Linked DNA regions of Zea mays: region 1 is linked to region 2. Evidence: chromatin contacts called from public Hi-C data. All regions are on one chromosome and are shown on one strand. Each heading gives the region's core, a stretch centred on a gene start, on an enhancer-like site or on the middle of the called end of the contact. The rest is flanking DNA. Distances are from core to core; before and after follow the strand shown.

Region 1 (2,931 bases), core at 228-2,727, 310 kb after region 2:
AGTTTCTTGTAAGCGTCACAGTATGCTTCGAGATGCTAGACTTGAGAATCTCATGAAATCACTTGAATGTGGTGAACTTGAAACTGGGAGAGGATTGAATCAAGAGATGGGGTTGCCTAGGCCTGGTGAGACTTGATGGGGCTCTTATTACAAAACTATATGCAACATAATTACTATGTATCATGTAATCCGAGATGTTCTCATGATTCTCGGAGAGGATACTATAATTAGAAGTTATTGGACAAGAATACATTCTATGCTTGGAGCATTTGAGTCATTTGACTTTGTTTTTTATGCACACTTAATGTTTGTTATTCTTGGATATACAAATGATTTATCAGTGTGTTTGCAAAGAAGGGAGCAAGATATTATTAATGCAATTTCACTTGTTAATGTAGCAAAGAGAAGAATGCAACAGTTAAAGCTTGATGGTTGGGATCAATTCCTTCAAAGGATCACTTCATTTTGCAACAAACATGATATCCAAGTTCCTGCTATGGATGGAAATTATAAGCCTTATGAAAGATCATCACGATTTATTCATAACCAAACGAATGATGACCACTTCAGAAGAGAATTATATATTGGGGTCATTGATCAAATTAGCCTAGAGCTTGATAGTCGGTTTAGTGAGGCTAATATGGAGCTGCTTTCTTGTATGTCAGCCTTGGATCCTTCCAACTCTTTTGCTTCTTTTGATGCACACAACGTACGAAAGCTAGCTGAGTTCTATCCTAATGACATGTCAAGCACTGATTTGTTAAAACTTGACTTGCAACTTGACAATTATATTGATGGCATAAGAGAAGATGATAGATTCAAAGACATAACTAATCTTGTGGACCTCTCAGTTAAGCTTGTTGAAACAAAGAGACATAAGGTGTTTGATATGGTTTATTTGCTTCTCAAATTGATATTACTTTTGCCGGTGGCGACATCAAGTGTTGAAAGGGCATTTTCTGCAATAAGTTTGGTGAAGACTAAATTGAGAAACAAGATGTGTGATAGTCTTTTGGATGATTGTCTTATTACATACATCGAGAGGGACATTTTCTTCGAAGTGAATGAAGAAGATATAATTGAAACTTTTATGGCGTTGAGGAAGCGCAGGCCAAATAAGTAGTATTATTGCAATCTTTATGTTTAATGTATGTAATTTTCATGCTTATTTGTTGAGTGTCAAACTTTATATCTATATATCAAATTGTTTACTAAATTTACTATAAAATTATATATACGTTAGATAGAATTTTATATAAAATTTTTTGTTGCGGCACATCTTATGTAAAAATTCTAGGTCCGCCACTGGGTTGTCGTAGGGAGAGCCAGATTCATGATCTATTGTTGTGCAACAGGCAGGCCAGATTAATGAAGGCCACGACCCATGATGGTAGCTCCTGTCTCCGACCCACTCGGGCGTTGCGAATCTCCTGCACCACACTCCACACGTGGCTCACGATCAGCATAGCCAAGGCAGTTGGGTGCATGGTTGCAGACCAACATAAAAGGCTTCAAGAAGACAAGAAGCCCATCGTGCCTGCATCATGGCTATACCTCGTCGTCAAACACAAGTATCACAGTTGTGAAACCATCCGGTGTCTCTTCCATTGGAAGACGGCCCTGTAAACCCAAAAGTTTGTTTTAGAGTCTAGGTAGTTTGTTTTATTTTATTTATTTATTTATTTATTAGACAAGAGAGTATATTAGGAATTTATTTTCGTGTGAGAATTATGCATTTGATATATATTACTGTAAATAAATACTAAATAAAAATTTATATTTATGGATCCATGCTGGAGTTTTGTGTGTGCATTTAATTTTCAGTTTGAAACTTCAACTCAGATTTGAAAGGTTTGAAATTTGAGTTTGAAAACTGAAAATTGGAAATAGGCAAAAAAAAGCAGAAAATGTAAAATAGCCCTAGGACCTTTTCCTCTCCCTCAGCCCATTTCCTCAACTTGGCCCATCTCCCTTCTCTCAGGTCTCAGCCGTGGGGGCCAGCATCGCATAGAATAGCATCCCGCCCACGGGCCTAGATGCACATTAGGGATGGCAATCGAACGAGTACACGGATATATAGTTCGCGAATTAATACCCTACGAGATAAAATTCAACCCATATTCGTACCCATAAATGTTCGTGGGTATAGATCTGTATCCATATCCATACCAGTCGGGTATCCGCTATCCAATGGATAGTTAACCGCCTGCCCACTACAATTTTAGCATTCAACACCAAACAACAATTTTATCACATTTCAAAATAATTATCATTCCAGCAACATCAAATGATAATTTCAGCACCAAACAACATGTCATGGAATATTGAAAAATGAGAATTTATGATAATATATTAAATCTAGATAACCCACATATCAGATATCTATTGTGTAACGGGTATAGACACTGGATATCCATAACCATGAAAAAATTATCTGCGGATATCTTATTATATCCATAACCATATCCACGGATACCAAATTTTATCATACACATATTCAATAGATAATTATGTACGATTATTTACTTATACTCGTACCCACTGTCATTCTAATAAACACAGACACACTGTCGTGTGAGACCAACTGGACAGTGTTTTCACAGCGCACGCACATGGACACTGCGTCACTGGCAGGTGTGACTGGTTGGATGGGCACCAGACTTCTTCCCTCAGCCTTTCAGCCACGACCACTAGTCTATCCCGTGGGCCTACGTTGTCTGGGGCTTCATCTCCCCTGGTGGTATATAAACTAACCGTCTACACCTTTTACCCATCCAACCAATCGTCGAGGAATCCCATCGAGTTTCACCACCACCGGAAACGAGTCCGAGAGCCGGGTCACCATTACCGAGACATAGATATCTACCATCGTTTGTCCCTCGCCTGTGCTGACGTTTGAAGCCTAAGAAGTGGTCTAGAGCTTCGCTAGGA
Region 2 (2,966 bases), core at 433-2,932:
GGTCTTGTCTGAACTCCATCCTTTATGGTACTTATATCCTTGGTTATTATGCGCATTTACCTCCTCTTCTACATCATTGTCCGTTATCGCCTTTAAACCCTCGTGATATCTATGCCCTTGCCCTCATGCTTACTTGGAACCTACCCTTTAAAGCCTCCTCTTTTCCATCCATGTTCGAGGATAAAGCCTCATCTATTTCATCATTGACTGCTCCCTCTTCTTTGATACCTTGCAAGTTTTGTCTAAAATACATCCTTTGTTGTGTGTTTGTCCGTTATCACCTTAACCCTTGTCATCCCTCGATCTTTACTTTGATGCTTATCCTATACCTGCATTTTAAAGCCGCCTTCCCCATTTCAGTTCAAGAGTGATGTCTTACCCATCCCGCTCTTGTTCGTTCCCTTTTTCCTTTGCTACACCCAGCACAGTTTTAGGACCTGCTCGTTTTAATCTCAATCTACGTGGATTGGATGTGATTAAATGAGTTTAAATTCCTAGTAATCTCATCAATTCCAATCCACATGGAACGAGGATAACCAGAGAGAGGCTTTGTTTGGTTATTTAAATTCAATGTGGAGTAGAGTGTATTGTAATGAATTGTGATGAATTTTGACTTAGGAAATATCAGTTGATGTCAATAGCGCGACGACAGTGGAACAAGCAGAAGAGCAGCAACGTGGGATGCATTGGTACATGGCGGGCTTCTTCGTTGCCGCCGCGCGCGTCCAACCGGAGACAATCAGACAAAGCTTCGTGTTGGCCCCGGAACGAAGGAAGCAACGACGAGCCCGACGGGCCCCTTGCGGTTGCGGTTGCCGGCCGTCTTGGCTCTGCCACTCGCTTCGCGGGCAAGCATTCGCCGCCACGGCAAGCCCGTCATCCCTTGCTTCCCTCGCCCGCCGCCCGGGAAGAGGCCACATTCACATCACATCAGACCGATCTGATCGCCGGAGACACGTTTCGTGGCGTCGCCCGCACGTACCAACCGCCCCCGGCCCCGCCGGTGCCAAGCAAATCTTACGACGCGGGACACGGCCGGGGTCCTGTCGTCCTGCGCTGCTGCTGCTGCGTCTTCGTAGTCGACGTGAGCCGCGGCGGCCGCGGTTGAGGGTAACCACCCGTCCATCCAGCTGCATCGCAACCACTCCAACCAAAGGACGCGAAGAAGGCCGGCGTCCCTGATCTCCATCTCCATCTCCATCTAGTTAACGAGGTAGGCCGTGTCGGAACTGCTCCACCTTCTCCACGCCCGTGTGTCTCTTTCCAGATCAGGTTTGTGTTCATTGTCGTCTCCTCCCGTCCCCTTCGCTTCAGCTCAACCAATGCCAGTACAATCATCCTCGTGTGCTAAGAAAACATGACATAATTAAATCATTGCTTCCCTTCAAGCGTCTTTCCGCGTTTCCAACGCTTAGCCGCTAATCATCGCTGTCCACCCAATCAAAATTAAACACCATACCCGTGGCTCCGGTGCTTATTACAAAATCCAAGATTTTAAAACATCTATAGTATTTCGTTTTTTCTACTGTGTGACGCGCAGGGACACGCCGACCTGTCGCCTCGGATCCGGAGGACTGTTTGTTGTCAGATCTCACCGCGTTGGCCCAGTCAAAGCCCAGCCCAACCGATACCACGCCAGGGGTATAAAGCACCAGCCCGAGCAGGCGGCGAGATGCGGAAGTGGACGAGGAAGCTGGGCCACACCCTCTCCCGCATCGTCACGACCAAGCCGCGCTTCGCCTTCTCCCAGCCCAGGCCTAGGCCCAGGCCCAGGCCCGCACAACCCGGTCTGCCTTCCTCACAACCCGTCTCGATCCCGCCGCAGCCGCCGGAGCTTCCCCCCTTCGTCCCCACCGCCATGCCGCACCACGGCAGCCACCGCCCGCCGGCGCCGCCGCCGGGGGGCCCCGTGTTCCCGCGCGCAACGTCCACGGTGGTGCCCGACCCGTCCCGCTTCTTCGCGCCGCCGCTCCTCGCCGCGCCGCTCCCCACCAACTCCTTCTTCCAGAACTTCGTGCTCAAGAACGGGGACCAGCCGGAGTACGTCCACCCGTACTCCGTCCGCTCCCCCGGAGGCGCCGCTCTCGACATCTGCTACCCTTCGCGGAACCACTCGCCGTCCTTCGTCATCCAGACCTTCGTCCCCGACCTCACCGTCTCCGACGCCGCCGGGAGCGCGCAGCGCCACTGCGTCTCGGCTTTCGACGACCTCTCCGTCACGCTCGACGTCTCCCCGTCCCTCCGCGCGCACCTCGTCCGCGGATGCCCGTACGTCACCGTCACCACCACGGCCGGCGCCGTCGACATCTCCGTCGCGTCCGTCCATGCCTTCCTCGACGTCGCCTCCTGCGACGACTCCGGCACCAAGTGGCGCCTCGGGATGAACAGCGGCCAGACCTTCCTCCTCTACGCGTCGGCCCCGATCCGCCTCGCGCAGACCACCACCACGCAGCTCTCCGCGCCTGGCTTCGCCGGAGCCATCCGGGTCGCCTACCTCCCCGACGCGTCCATGGAGCCGGTCCTCGACCGCTACAGCCGCTGCTTCCCGACCGCCGGCCACGCGGCCCTGAGCCGGCCCTTCTGCGTCGACTACGCCTGGCGCAAGGACGGGCCCGGGGAGCTGCTCATGCTCGCGCATCCGCTCCACCTCCGCCTGCTCGCCGACGACTGCCCCGTGCGGGTGCTCGACGACTTCCGGTACCGGAGCATCGACGGCGATATGGTCGGCGTGGTCGGCGACGCCTGGGTCCTGCGCACCGACCCTGTTTCCCCGACGTGGCACTCGACCCGCGGCGTTAGCGAGGACGGCGTCGCCGAAGTGGTGGCCGCGCTGCGAGCTGACGTGGCCGGCCTCGCGTCCACCGCGATAACCACCACTTCGTCCTACTTCTACGGGAAGGCGATCGCGCGGGCGGCGCGGCTGGCGCTGATCGCGGAGGAGGTGGGGTGCCCCGACGTGATCCCGG

The links. Hi-C and Micro-C count contacts between places; a contact is called where the count stands out from the background.
Region 1: a contact with region 2 is called in a Hi-C map of ear, with 2.1 times the contacts expected there. The contact joins the enhancer-like site here to the promoter of LOC100216714 in region 2. A contact is called at or near these places in 2 of 25 Hi-C or Micro-C datasets (ear and leaf).

Annotation. Positions count from the first base shown.
Region 1 is chr7:109,124,559-109,127,489 of Zm-B73-REFERENCE-NAM-5.0, forward strand. No RefSeq gene overlaps it. Among protein-coding and RNA genes, the nearest start is that of LOC103632697, 46 kb to the left of the region's middle. Within about 2 kb of position 1,478, at least 13 of the 20 cell types and tissues checked have an H3K27ac peak or open chromatin away from gene starts, as enhancers often do. A contact at or near this core is called in ear and leaf, where this site is marked.
Region 2 is chr7:108,814,457-108,817,422 of Zm-B73-REFERENCE-NAM-5.0, forward strand. LOC100216714 (glycosyl hydrolase family 81 protein) reads left to right here and starts at 1,683. Exons shown (of 1, transcript NM_001143119.1): 1 at 1,683-2,966. The coding sequence starts at 1,859.